Linked DNA regions of Mus musculus: region 2 is linked to region 1. A link is a contact called in public promoter capture Hi-C data. All regions are on one chromosome and are shown on one strand. Each heading gives the region's core, a stretch centred on a gene start, on an enhancer-like site or on the middle of the called end of the contact. The rest is flanking DNA. Distances are from core to core; before and after follow the strand shown. Region 1 holds the start of Lcor (ligand dependent nuclear receptor corepressor). Region 2 holds the start of Cox15 (cytochrome c oxidase assembly protein 15).

Region 1 (7,404 bases), core at 2,422-4,921:
CAGCAGTAAACTAAGGTACTGGACAGGTACTCAGAAGTGCCCACAGACATGAAATAATCAATTCTCACTATTAGAAAAGTCAAGGCCGCACTCGGGAGGCAGAGGCAGGCGGATTTCTGAGTTCGAGGCCAGCCTGGTCTACAAAGTGAGTTCCAGGACAGCCAGGGCTACACAGAGAAACCCTGTCTCGAAAAACCAAAAAAAGGAAAAAAAAAAAGAAAAAAAGAAAAGTCAAGGCCACCCTGCTTAACTCATTAAGTTTAAAAACTGGCATTTTCAAATATTTCTAGAATTGTTGTAGCTATAAACACATTTGACAAAATCACAGTTACTTGAAATACCTTTCCATGAGTCAAAGAGATCTATCTTGTTCTTTTTTAGTCAAACTAGAACTAGCTAAAATCACACCTTTTCCCATACTAGGAAGAGCTTGAGAATACAGTAAGGTTAAGGGTCAGCCAAGCAATAGACAGCATCACATCGGACAGAGTGAAGGGATTGCCTGGAACCTCCCGCAACAACGCCAAGGTAAACAAACATCCACTCCCAGACTTCACTGTCTGACCTCAGTTTAGGGTCTGTTCTAATCCAAAGTGCTCAAAATGGTTTGGGTATGGAGCAGCTGGAATTTCAGGTTTTTAGACTATGGATGCTCAGTCAGTAAAATCCTTGCAAACATTTCAAAATTTCAAAAACACAGAAATCTCAAACACTCCTGATCTCAAGCACTTTACTCACTCTGTATTTACTCAAACTTATTACTGACTCCATAACTTGTCTTCCAGAAATCACTGGCCCCTTACTCCCTCTGTGCCAAAAACAGCAAGAAGGAAAACTAAATCCTGAACATGACTGAAATTTCATTTTTAACCCGAAGACTGTTATAAATTAAGTTTCACTTAGAAACCAAACACCCCTAAAATATTAAGATAATCAACCAAGAGAATCAGAAGATTACCTGCACAGAACAAATCCTAGTAAAACAAGAGCTATTGCATCTGATAACAAACAGCACAGCTCCTTTTAAACTATAGCCTGCCAGCCCTTTATAACACAAACCTCATAGCACCACTTAAAACACTCCCCTTAGAGAACAAAATTACATGTAACAAAAGAGAAAATATGACGCCCAATTGACTTTAGCTGAGCAATTATCGATAAGTATTAGTACTTAAAATACCATCTGTAGCTGGGATTCTAAAAGCTCCCGGACATCATCTAAAAATGGAAATCTAGAGTTCCAAACATTCGCTCAGAAAAATCAGTCACCAACTCAAAAACATTCTCCAAAGACTCCATTTGACTCTGAGAGTCAATTGAGGTGTTTACAGGAGAATTTTATTAGGAAACAAAACAAAACATTTTTGTCCAGAAGCAGTTATCAACCACTAATACAATTAATGAAAAGAAAGGGGAGGTCACAGAACACAAGGATTTTAAAGCAAACAGCATAGGGATACTCATTGAAATAATTTAAACAAAAGCTGTATCTACACAAGAAATTTGAAGGGTTGCATTTCTCAATTCCACAGTATTTTAAGCACTAAAATGCCCTCCAGGACACAATCAATCACCAAGAGTAAAACACTACAAAAAAACAAAACAAAACAAAACAAAAACAAAACCCTTCTAGTTTCAGTCTTTTGTATTAACTAAGAATCCAGAAAACGCCTCAATTAGATGTTTCTCAAAACCTGCCCTGTACACTTACTTGACGATGACAAATAACGTAATTCCTAAGTGCTTAAGCCCATGTCACATTATAGCAAATGTGTGACAGGTCATGGAAAACAAAACAAGCAGAAGCAGAAGAGAGCAAAGACAGCTAGAGCCGAAACGGCTGCTTCCTGGAGGGCAGGGCAGGGCTTGGATTGGCAAGAGGGAAATTTTAACCTGTATTCAAAAAGGTAAATCACCTCCTCCCCCAAAATTGCTCAGATTTTCATTATTTACCCAAGTATACATTTAAAAATATATACTTTTAACCTCTGGACAACCAAAGTGGTATCAAATATCTTACCGAATTAATTACATTTGGTATTACAGTCTAAGTCTTTAATAAATTCACAATACACATTTTCATAACGAAATACTGCAAAAAATGGCAGTGCTCATTTTCTCTAAGTACAGGTTACCTTATTTTCCACTTTTTTTAAAGTTTTAGTTTTGCTTTTTCATCTATTACCAAAAAAACATCCCTTATGGGACATTGTAAAAGGGCAGACCCTCCTGTCAAGCCAGAAGGCTCCAACACAAAGACTGAGCTAACCAAGTGCTGTAATTCTTCCAAACTGAGGCTCTCCACACCCCCTCCACCCTCCCCCCCCCCCAGCAGATATGTCTATTAAATCAGTGTCTGTTCTCCCCCTCGCACAACAAAGAGAACTTCTCACCGCATGAAATTGCCGCTGAATGGACACCAGAAAGCAGGATTTGCATAATTCCTTCCAACGAAACCCCATCGGGAAAGAGGGGACCCCGGGCCCAAGTGGACGGACAGAATTTCCCAGGTCCGTCTGAGGAAGACCTGAATCCCTAGAACGCGCCCCATCCACACGGGGGGCTGGAATTCCGGGCCTCCCCGAGGACTGGGCGTGGGGGACAGAGGACGACGAGAGGGCATTTCCCCACACATCAGCCGCACCGAAGCAGAGACGGGGAAATAACAATGCTGAGGACATTAGAGTCAGACACAAGGATGGACAGAGGCTAGGGGGCGGCGGGTGGAGCAGACACCACAAGAGCCACTTACTTTTTGGAGGGGGGTTAAATATGTGAGTTAAGCCCTTATGGTCCCGCCGGCCGCCGCACAGAGGGAAACGGGACCTTGGGAGAGAAAAACAGACAAAACACACAGTGTGAGAGGTGCAGCTCGCCTCCCGGCCCCTCCCGGGCGCCCCCCACTCCCGTCCACGCTCCCGCCGCCCGGGGAAGCGCGCCGGTCGCCGGCCGCCGGGGCTCCGCGGAGGGGACCAGGGTGACCCCCCCGCCCGGCTTCCCACCCGGGCCTCCCCGCCGCGCGCGCACGCCAAACACAAATCCGCACACACCGACCCGTGCGTCGAGGACTAACTCCGCAGCCGCCGCTGCCAGCAGAGGAAGTGCAGCCGCTGCCCCCCGCGGCCATGACACCCCACTTGGCTCGCTCAGGCGGACGCGGGGCCTGTGACAGCTCCGGCTCCCTCCGCCCCCATCTCCACCTCACGCCTCGCACACGCCCGAGCGCCGCCGCGCGTGCACGCGTGCACGGGGGCGCGCCGCCGGCGTGGGGGAGGGGCGCGGGGCGAGGGCAGGTGGGGGCGACCCCGTGCGTCCCGGCGCGCTGGCGGCGGCGGCGGCGGGCCCGGCGTCCACAATGCGCCCGCTGGGGGAGAGGCCGCGCGTCCGAGCCCGCCCCGCGAGCCGAGGGGAGGGGCGCCGCGGCGGCGCGCTCGCGCTCCGGGGGGTGGGGGAGGGGGCCGAGCCCGGGAGGGCGCGCGGGGCCGGAGCGCGGCGGACTCTGCCCTGCTCCCTCCCACGCACGGGAGGCCGGCGGCCGGGCGGCCCGGGGCACCGGTGGAGGGCCTCACCTACACAGTGGATGAGCTTGTGGCGCCACGAGTCCAGTTCTTGCCGAAAGCCGCGTCTCTCAACGGAGCATTGCTGCCGCCTACACACCCTCGCCATCTTCTGCCGCCCGCCCGGCCCTGCCTCCGCCGCGGCCCCGCGCACGCCCAGCCGCGTCGCCCGGGGCCGCGCACGCACCCGTGGCCTGGGCGTCGCGCCTCCCGCCGGGGGCGGCGCGGGGGCAAGGCTGCGCTCACCTCCCCGTGGCCCCGTGGCGGCCCGCTCCTCCTCCCGCCCGCCCGCCCGCCCGGCGTCCCCGCGCACCAGCTCTGCGTCCCACGTCCAGTCCCCCCGCCCCGCCCGGAACGGCGTCTTTCTACGCCGGCGCTCGGTCCCCGCGCCGCCCTCGCTCTCCAGGCAGGCCACGGTGGCCCCGGCCCTCCCCGGGGCTTTTGGGTTTTAAACTAGTCCCATCTATCACTTCCTACCTGCCTATCGGCCCGCACCAACTGTTGCAAGTTCCGCACCATTGCTTCTCGCAACTTCTCGGTCGAAACGGCTCCTCCCACGGGGGCGCCGTGCAAGAGCAGAAATAGGAATAAATGCCCGGATGCCCTTGGAGGCATTGAGCCCCGAGGTTTGCAAAGGTGAAGTGGATAATTTTAAGTTTTAAGTTATCGAAATGCTTCGCCGGTATTCATAAGCCCCAATTTAAAAAAAAAAAAAAAAGAAAAGGGTTTTAAGTCAAATAAAAAGCCTAGGGGATCTCTTACTAGCAAGACTGATCATAGTTGAAAGTCTTAAGAGAGCTGAGAAAAAAAAATGTGCTAGTAGAAAATGAATTTCAAACTTTCAAACAACAGCTTAAGAATATGTTGGGAAATATACGCCCAGATCCGTAGTTCAGGAAAGGACTCAGAACATTTTGATGAGAAAGGATTTCCAGGTGCCTTCTGGGATAATTAAACCACCTTGCACAGGGAGCCTTGTTTTGTTTAAACATCACACTATTAATTACTTGATTTATTTGAAAGAGAGGAGAAAGAGCAAGGAGGAAATAGGAAATGAAAAAAACGGAAATGGCTACTTACCAATACAAGCTAGGTGGCCTCTTCCTCACCCTTAGAATTTGAGAGTGCATTCCTTCTAAATATTTAAATGTAAGTATTTCTGTAGGTAAAACAAAATCATCACTTGACCTCAAGGATTCCACTGATGTGTATCAAGTCTGGGTCTTTGAAGGGAGGGCGCTCTGGCGTGGGAACGGGGGTAACTGCCCCTAAGAATGACTTGGTGGGTCTCCTGGATAGGAGTAAGATTACGGGTAGTAGGCACCTTCCATCTCAGAGCCAATTAGATTTCCACAATTCTCAAAGCCCGCACTGTTTCATCGCTTTAGACTACTACACCATCAGCCGACCACGATGGTGCACACCTGGTAATAGCAACAGTTCGGTGGGCTGAGAGGCAGGATTGCAAATGCCAGGCCAGCCTGGGCAACATAATGAGACCGTGTCTCAAAGCAAGACCCCTGGCAAATAAAGTCTTAGGTCAGACTTCGTTGAGTTTCTGTGTGGTTATTACTACCCTGGGTTAGGTGGGGAGAAGATCAAAGGGAAATGACCGCTAGCTGGGAGAAACCATCCCGTTCCCTATCTCTAGCGTGAAATTCCTTTCCTCACCACTAGGTGGTGGGTTTCAATCTTGTAGATTTTAAGCAACTTTCTGTGATGGTTGGAGAAAGTGTTTCATAAAACATTTTGTTGTTTTTAATAAGTGAGCAATGTACAAGTTAAAAGTAGTTAATAATATACTTTTCAAATCAGGATCCATATGTTTTAAAACAAGTCAAGGGAAATAGTTTCTCAACATAACCTCTTGGAACAGTGGTTCTCAACCTTCCTAATGCTGCGAACCTTTAGTACAATTCCTCAGGCTGTGGTGACCCCCAACCATACAATTATTTTGTTGCTTCATCATAACTAATTTTGCCACTGTTATGAATCGTAATGTAAATATTTTTGGAGATAGAGGCTTGCCAGCAGGGTCACAACCCACAAGTCGAGAACCCTTGAAGTCTCAACCATACAGATTCAGAGATTTCTAAGGGATCTCAGAGATTAATTCAAAGTGGAAACAAGCATTCTTGTTCCTTTCAGCCAGAAGCCCAGACAAGTCAGATTGAATAACAGAAGGTGTGGGGTCAGTAGAAGCAGGCACAAACCCAGAGACAAGTTTCCAATTCTGAACTTAATGCTATGTCCGCTGCTCCACTGTGAACCTCTGCTTCTACTTCATTTATTTAAAGTAGAGAACCAACCTATAATTGACTCTTCATGATGCTTTTTTGAAAGACAATATGCTAGACTGTAATGATGATGATGATGATGATGATGATGATGAAGAATAGTGGTTTTGTTTAGTCCTTGAGACTTTGCCTCTTCGGAATGTGAAGTAGGTTTTGCTCTGCCATCCTTCCCAGTGTACAGGTTGTTATGGTTTGAGTGTGAATGTCTCCCACAGACTCATGTGTTTGAACTCTTGGTCCTCCCTCAGCTGGTGGCCCTGATTTGTAAATGTTGTAGAAGCTTTGGGACAGGCACCCTAGCTGACAGATCTAGCTGCACATCTGGAGGACTGCAATCTTGCCCAGCTCCTGCCCTGAACTCTGCGCTTCCTTGTGGGTGCCACACTGTCACAGAAACCCTCCCACCATGCCTTCCTTGTCATGAGGCACCAAATGTCCTGTGCTCTTCTCTCTAATTGCGAGTCAGAATAAACCTCCCCTTACATTCTGTCACAGCAATGAAAGAAACAATCTAGGAGAATTGGAACCATGTGGCTCTTGGGTTTCATAGTCAGTTTGCAGGAAGAATGTGGAATAGTTTGGAGCTATGGGCTGGAGAGGGTATTCTGGCGGGGGTTGAGAAGTTCAGGATGCCATAAAAAGGCACAGTGTTCACTCTGCTGATGAAGTTTCAGAGAAAAACAAGAGTTCTTTCGGAAAATGGGGCAGAAGCTATTTGTGTTATAGTCTGGCAAAGAATCTGGCTGCATCTGCCTATATCCGGAAAGTATGAGAAATGCTCAGATTTAAAATAATGGACTAATTTGTTTGATAAAAGGAAATTCAAGATAGCGTATCAGTCAGCAGTGGCACAAATATTGCTCACTTCCGTTAGCCAGTCAGGTTTACATGAGAATTCTCAGGAGAAAGAAGTGGGGACCTGTGTATAGATCGGGGCAGGGTTGTAAACAACCAATAGAGCAGCTACAAAGTGAAGATAGCTGTCAAGGTCAAATGTACACACAAGGAAGCCTACAACCCTGTCCGGGACAATAGGAATGGTGTCTAGAGGGTAGCCTCTGCCATTGAAGGATCCAGCACGCCTTGCCCTAATAGCACAGAGAGGACACTCAGCTGTGGTCCCAGGGAGCCAGACTGTGGTCCCAGGGAGCCAGACTGTGGTCCCAGGGAGCCAGACTGCATCTTGAGTGGCTATCAAAACTCAGTTCTATCTGCACAGTGCTAATTTTGTCAGCATATAGAATATAAAAGTTACAGGTGTATAAACTGACAACATGACCACTCCATGCTGAGGGGGAAGATTTTTTTTTTAAACATGTTGATTTCCTTTATTTTAGATTTATTTACTTATTTATTTATTTACTTACTTACTTATTTCATGTATGCGAGTACACTGTAGCTGTCTCCAGACACACCAGAAGAGGGTATCAGATCCCATTACAGATGGTTGTGAGTCACCATGTGGTTGCTGGGAATTGAACTCAGGACCTCTGGAAGAAAATTCAGTGCTCTTAACCTCTGAGCCATCTCTCCAGCCCAGATTTTTTTTT
Region 2 (7,471 bases), core at 341-2,840, 2.3 Mb before region 1:
ACTAGAAGAGGGCATCAGATCCCATTACTGATGGTTGTGAGCCACCATGTAGTTGCTGGGAATTGAACTCAGGTTCAATTGAAGAGCAGTCAGTGCTCTTAACCGCTGAGCCATCTCTTCAGCCCATATAACTCACTTTTAGTTATCAGTTTTAAATGTTGGAGCCTAGAAAATGGCTCAATGGGTAAAGCTACTTACTGTGCAAGTCTGACAACCTGAGCTCATTCCCTGAATGTATTTAAAGTTGGAAGGAGAGAATTAACTCGACAAAGCTGTCCTCAGACCTCCACACACTTACTATGGCACATGTACCCACCCCCACACAATAATTACCAACACACTTTTAAAGTGTTTAATTCATGCTTCATGTATTGATCTCTGCGAGAACAGTCACCACATTCTAATAGTGGTTACTCCTGGGCAATGAATTTGGAATTATTTTTACCTTTCTATATTGCTTGACTTCTTCTACCTGATATTGCTTTTATGATGAAAGATTACTTGGAGAAACAAACAAAAATCTGTCACCTCCTAATAAGTTGCAATAGTCATTGATTTAATAAAAGACTATCAGTCCCATAGATTAGGATTCAAACATTAACCAATGGTCGTAAACAACAATACAGTAACTCCACAAATCTGGTAACAGCCCCACCAGTGGGGCTGAAGATGCTGAAGGAGTATCAGGAGCTCCATACAAAAGTATGGGAATGTCTACAAACTGTTGCAACAGGAGCCTGAGCAAAAAGCAAAAAGTAGGGATCAAAAAAGACATTTGAAGCAGTAGTGCTCAAAGTTAGAGACTCCAGATGGCTTTGGGGAGTCTGTGTCTGTATTTGCCTCTTGGGAGCGGACTGCAGCTTTAGAACACTTAAACACGCTGAGACAGGTATGAGAATCCAACTACCTTCCATCAAGTGAGATATTAAAAGAGATTTGCAAAATACAGAGCATTGCCCCTTTTGCTGTTTTGTTTAGGGATATTTATCCTTCATAAAAGTTATTTGTCTTGACATATTAATAGGCATATCTCCCGCAGGAAGCAACCAGTCATCTGTTACGCAATGGCTGTGGGAACGGATCCCACTCGCCACCCTCGGTGGCAGCTCTAGGTTGTAGAGCTGTCACCACACTTTTATTATCTACCACAGAGACAGGGAGGTGGTATGGTGCCCTCTTGTGGCCCTAGGGGCGGCGGGACGCTGAGGGCACTTGCGAGACTGGCGGGGATCCAGGAGCAGCTGAGGGACTGCGTGACTGCCCGGGACTCCGGAGCACTGAGAAACTCGACCGCGGGAAAGCCTGGCAAGCCGGGACCCACCCCGGGGTCCACCGGCCGACCGCCCCCCTGCCCCGCCACCTTCCGCACCCGCCTTCCCCGACGATATCCACGCCTGTTTCCGCTCGCAAGAAGCCCCTTTCTTCATGCTTCCCGCGTTCCTCCCTCGCTCGCCTTCGGTTTCCACTGAGTCCCCGCGGCCGCGCGAGCGACGGAGGAGGCGCGTCCCCGACGCCCGTGCCCGGCAGCCTCCCAGGGAGTCGTGCGTGCACGCGCAGTGGCCAACCTAGCGCGAGGGGGCGCGCACGACGCCTGACCCGGAAGTGCTTGTTCTTTCGGGAGCGGAGAAGCGGACCGCAGCTCGCTGGGGCGCTCCGGCAGTGGCGCTGTACTGTCAGCATGCAACGGTTGCTCCTTCCGTCCCTGAGGGCCTTGACGGGGAGCCGCAATGTCGGGCTCCTGGTCCCTAGGGTGGCGTCCAGAACACAGGTACCCACTCCTGCTGGCTCGGATCACGGAAGCCGGGCTGGGATAAAAAAGGCCAGGATAAAGTAAACGGACCGCCCTGCAAGTCCGGCTCGCCTTCTCATTTCAGGACATATTTCCTTGTGTCCCGACACCTCCCTGAATGCGGATCCGGAAATATTACCCACTGCTGTGTATGACTGACCAATTTACTTAGCTTTTAAGTTTCAATTTCCTTTTCTGTAGAATGGGAGAACGACCTGTTACACAAGGTGTTTGTAAGGATTAAAATTTTAAATATACATCAAACCCTTAGCACGTGATAAAGGCTCAGTAATTTTTCTTTTCTTTTTATTTTATTTATTTATGCATTTATTTGCACATTTGGTTTTTGCTAAAAGCCACCAGGCAGTCAGGAACTCCTATGTAGCCCCATTCCACAGTGAAGGAAATTGAGACTTACTTTAAGTTGCTTGTCTAAGATACCCAGTTACTTAGAAGTAGGAAACTGAACATACTTTTTTTTTTTTTTTTTTTTTTTTGGTTTTTCGAGACAGGGTTTCTCTGTGTAGCCCTGGCTGTCCTGGAACTCACTTTGTAGACCAGGCTGGCCTTGAACTTAGAAATCCACCTGCCTCTGCCTCCCGAGTGCTGGGACTAAAGGTGTGCGCTACTACCGCCCGGCCAACATATTTTTGCTCTTAGTGTTAGACTCAAAAGAAGACATGTATTCTCTTCTCTGATAATCAGTAGTAAAAGGTGAAAGATCTTTATGGTGTGAAGAGAAACCAGAGAATTCTAGAGTTTGTTATGTTCCTGGAAAAAAAAATATGCCCACATAGTGCCTGCCCTTGAGGAGTCAGTTCATTCAATTGTTAGTTCGAGTACCAAATATGTATTAGGTCTTGCTGTGTAAGGACCCAGTACTACAAAGGGAGCAAGAGGAAGAGCTCCCAGCTTAGTGGGGCATAGGGACAGATCACCTGATACATGACTGTGTGTTAAGGCTTGTGGTAGGGAAGGTACTTTGTGCTGTGACAGTAACCTGTTGTAAGATCCAGGAAAGTCTGGGGCATAACGATGCCAGCCCCGATCTCCAGTGGGTAGTATAAATGGAAGTGTGTGGGAGGGAATAGCACATTTAGAGACTGAGAACCCAGTAAGAAAGGGCTCAGTAGTGCAGATGAGAGTCGGTGATTAACCAGAGCGGTAGCTGTGAAATGCAGCCTTACAGGGGCTTTACTCCAGTTAAATTGAGGATAAGTGTTGGTAGCAGATTCTTCAGTTACGATTTTCTGTCTTGCTCCTTAGTGTGGCAGCAGCTGTGGCAGCCAGCGTCCTCTGAGGCCAGGACAGTACAGCACCATCACTGAAGTGGCTCTGCAATCCGGAAAAGGGACAGTGTCCCTTCCTTCGAGGGCAGCCGAGCGGGCGGTGGGCCGATGGCTTCTGGTGTGCAGTGGGACAGTGGCTGGAGCAGTTATTCTGGGAGGAGTGACCAGGTGAGTCATTTACTCTTGGTGAATCAGGTTATCAGCCAAAAAGGGAGCGTTGGGCCTCATCTACTCTAGCTCGCTCCATTACAGATGGGGAAACTGGTAGCCTGCTCTGCCTTAGAACAGGTTGGCTTTTTATTAGTAGGAGTTTCATTATCAGGACCAGTTTCAGTCTTAACTGTTGCTGGGCGTTGTTTCTATATATTTTTACCTCTCCAGTGTTAAGATCATACATAAATCACAGCCGCTTCATGTATCTCTTAGGTTGTCTTAATATCTATAAACTGACTTTATGGATTTAGGCTTTCCCTTCCTCTAACATCTTTTACTTTTATGTATTTATTATAGCTCTGTTATTATTGTACAAGACCAAGTCATTTGTCCTGTGGTTACCCAAAGTAACCAGGGACTATCTGGTGATGGTTAACATATCCTTTGTCCTTTAAATGAGTAGTTGTTTATTAGATTCAGATTGGGAATGAGGGGACAGAACATTGCCTAGGTGATGCAGCATTCACTCCGGGATCTGTTGGGGACTTCAGCTGACTTGATTACTATTGCCTGAATCCATTATTCAGCTGACTTGATTACTATTGCCTGAATCCATTATTTCGTGAGAATTCCAAAATGGTAGTTTGTGTTGTCATCACCCCAGGAGATAGTCTTTATGAGAAAGGCAGGAGGAGGATACTGGTTTTCTTTGTTCACTAATTTCCAAAATAATGAGTCTGTTGCCAAGATCCTCCAAAGGTTACAAGGACAGGATTTGGATTTTAAAGTGCATAATATACTGGGGCTGGAGAGATGGGTCAGCAGTTAAGAGCACTGGCTATTCTTCCAAAGGGCCTGGGTTCAATTCCCAGCAGCCACACAACAGCTCATAACAGTCTGTAACTCCAGCTCCAGGGGATCTGGCACTGTAACGAAGACACACATGCAGGCAAAACACTAAAGCACATAAAATAAAACCAAACAGATCACTGAAGTGCATATATTTAAACGCATTAGATAGATCTTAGTACACTGTGAGGATTGTGTTGATAGTTTGCTTAAAATCTCCCAGCTTAACTGGTGGGAATCTCTTGAAAAAGGTTCCAGCATCTTTTGACAAGGTCTTTGGAAGTGTCTTTGCTTTCTGATCTGATAAGGTTTTCCAGGCTTATCTTGTATGTTTCTTGCACTGGCCTTTAGTTTAAAAAACTGGATTCCTTTGGGTGAAGATACTTTTTAGTTTGTGTGTGCACATCCATATCTGTCTGCACATATGTAGAGGTCAGAGGATGACTTCATTCCTGGGTCTGTCTCCGTCTCCCTCTCAGAACCAAGGCCTGCCATTGACCTTGAACTTGCTCAATAGACCATTGAGTTCCAAGGGTCTGTTCATCTCTACCTACCCAGAACTGGGATTACAAGTGTACGCTTTTGTGTCTGTTTTTTGTTTGTTTGGTTTGGTTTGTTTGTTTTTTTAACATAGGTTCTGAGGCTGGTGTCCAGGCAAGCCCTCTATTGGATGAGCTGTCTCTCCAGCCCCTACTTTTTTTTTTTTAACTTTTTTTTTAAAACTCTTTTTTTTTTTTTATTTTATTTTATATGTAAGTACACTGTTGCTGTCTTCAGACACACCAGGAGAGGGAGTCAGATGTCATTAAGGATGGTTGTAAGCCACCATGTGGTTGCTGGGATTTGAACTCAGAACCTTCGGAAGAGCAGTCAGTGCTCTTAACCGCTGAGCCATCTCTCTAGCCCTCAGCCCCTACTTTCTAATTTTAATGAAGTGTGTGTGTTTATCTTCATGTTCATTGAACTCCTGTTTCAAAATCCTGTGTGGATAGCATAGGCTGTTATGGGAAATTGCAACAAATTTAAATAATATTATCTTGAAGCTATATTTCTGTAGTAAGTCTCTTTTCCTGGTATAGGAAAGGCTAGTTTTAGCTGGTATTATGTAGGGCTCAATGGTTGAATGAATACTTCGTCTACGCAAGGCCCTGGATTCAGTCCCTACCACCAAAATAATAAGAATGCCGTTTGTGCATTTAATACACATTCCTTTAATCTAAGCATTGTTGTTGCCTAAAAAGAAATGCTAGTGAAAGAATTAAGTGGGACCCAGTCATGGTGGCACAGGCCTGTGGTCTCAGCACCTGGGAAGTGTAAGAGGCAGGCCTAAGCTATCTCACAGACTCTGTTTGGGGGCGTGGGGAGAAGAAGGGAGCAGTTGAATAAGAGTTGAGAGAATAAAAGCGTAAGGAATTACGGGCTGGCCATAGAGGGGCTGCTTTTCGGGAGAACCTGGATTCCACATCCAGCAATAAATCAGAAAAGGAAGAGGAAAGGAATTCACACCCATGAGTTAAGTTCGGATTTATTTATTGCAGTCAACTATTTATGAATAACCTAGAAACATTACACTCAGGAAATGTTTTCCTATCCCAAGGTTGACAGAGTCTGGCCTCTCAATGGTAGACTGGCATCTGATAAAGGAGATGAAGCCGCCCACAAGCCAGGAAGAGTGGGAAGCAGAGTTCCAAAAGTACCAGCAATTTCCAGAATTTAAAATGTAAGTGTTAGAAAAAAAATTGACCAATATGTTTGTTTATGTGTGATAAAGGTGCATATGTGCCTGTGTGTAGCAGGCTTGGAGATATGGCTTCTCACTGAAGGAGCCAGGCTCACAGCCGGCAAGTCTTAGTGAGCTTCTTGTCTCTCCTCCACAGCACCAGAGTTACAGGTACACACAGCCATGGCCAGCTTTTTAGATGGGTGCTGGGGATTAAGTCTTCACGCCTGCGCAGTGAGCCCCCTCACACACTGACCCATCTCCAAAGCCCCTCAAGTCAATGTCCCATCTTAGGTGAGGTTGCTATTGCTGTAGTGAAGCACCATGGCCAACTGGAGAGGGGAGGGTTGTTTTCACTCACAGCTCCATAGAACAGTTCATCAGAAGCAGGAAGGGCACGAACTCAAGCAGGGCAGAGACCTGGTGGCAGGAGCTCAGGCAGAGGCCATGGAGGGTGCTCACTGTTCTAAAGGTGGTGGGACCAGGAAGAGTGGAGCCTAAACGCAGGGCAGTCTAAAGTCTCATGCAATGGCCAACTTTATCCAGAGCAGTCAGCAATTTTTACCCTGAGGGTTAAGGAGAATCACGTGAGTAAGGTGTTCAATCACAAGGACAAGCCACATGTGGCACGACATGTTTTCTCATGGAGGCATATGAGTAACAACAGCTGAAGCAACCCACTCCTATCCACTATGCCTGGGAGGAGTGTGAAAACTCGTGCCAAGAAAAATCCTGTGTTTCGAAGAAACTGAGGTCACAGGACTCTTATCTTGTTTTCTTGGAATTTTCTCAAAAGCACTCAGAATTCTCACACAACTCCATTCTTGGACTCTGTCCCACACAGGGGTGCTGTTCACTGGCTTGCTTCCCATGGCTTATTCAGCCTGCTTTCTTATAGAACCCAGGACCACCAAACCAGGGATGACCCCACCCTCAATAGGCTGGTCCCTCCTGCATCAATTGCTAATTTAAAAAATGTTCACCGGGCTGTGGTGGCACACGCCTTTAATCCCAGCACTTGGGAGGCAGAGACAGGCGGATTTCTGAGTTCAAGGCCAGCCTGGTCTACAGAGTGAGTTCCAGGACAGCCAGGGCTACACAGAGAAACCCTGTCTCGAAAAACAAAAAACAAAACAAAACAACAAAAATGTTCTGCAGGCTTGCCCACAACCTGTAGAGGCATTTTCTCAACTGGGGTTTGCTCCTCTCAGATGACTCTACAGCCTGTGTCCAGTTGGCATAAAACCAGCCAGCACATGTACTACTCAATTTTTTGCTTCTTTAAATCCTTTACAATGATTAGATTTATTTCTTGATCTTTGGTTCACATAAGTATAGTGAGCTGCCTGCTATAAGTCTTTTAAGTCCTGAGTCATGTTAAAGTTACTGGAAGAGGAAGAGGGCAGACCTAACAAGCTGCAAGATTGAGAATGTGAGGGCAGACCTAACAAGCTGCAAGATTGAGAATGTTTCTGCATTCCCTAGGGAACTAAAAATGAAATGGGGGAGTTGGGGAGATGGCTTAGTGGTAAAAATGCTTGCCCCATAACCATGATGACCTAAATTCAACAACAGAACCTATAGAACAAGCCAAATGCAACGGTGGACATCTATAATCCCAGCACTATTGGGAAGTGGAGGCAGGAGAATCAGCCAGAAATTCAGGGCCAG

The links. Capture Hi-C pulls out chosen DNA fragments and counts their contacts.
Region 2: a promoter capture Hi-C map of liver shows a contact between it and region 1, with 3 times the contacts expected there. The contact joins the promoter of Cox15 here to the promoter of Lcor in region 1. A contact is called at or near these places in 1 of 484 Hi-C or Micro-C datasets (CD4 T cells) and 2 of 9 other capture datasets (adipose tissue and liver).

The regions. Positions count from the first base shown.
Region 1 is chr19:41,478,949-41,486,352 of GRCm38.p6, reverse strand. It overlaps Lcor (ligand dependent nuclear receptor corepressor), which reads right to left and starts at 3,671. Exons shown (of 8, transcript NM_001370767.1): 1 at 3,570-3,671; 2 at 2,753-2,826.
Region 2 is chr19:43,747,119-43,754,589 of GRCm38.p6, reverse strand. It overlaps Cox15 (cytochrome c oxidase assembly protein 15), which reads left to right and starts at 1,590. Exons shown (of 9, transcript NM_144874.4): 1 at 1,590-1,768; 2 at 3,056-3,246; 3 at 5,678-5,800. The coding sequence starts at 1,679. It overlaps Cutc (cutC copper transporter), which reads right to left and starts at 1,567. Exons shown (of 9, transcript NM_001113562.1): 1 at 1,370-1,567. The coding sequence starts at 1,427.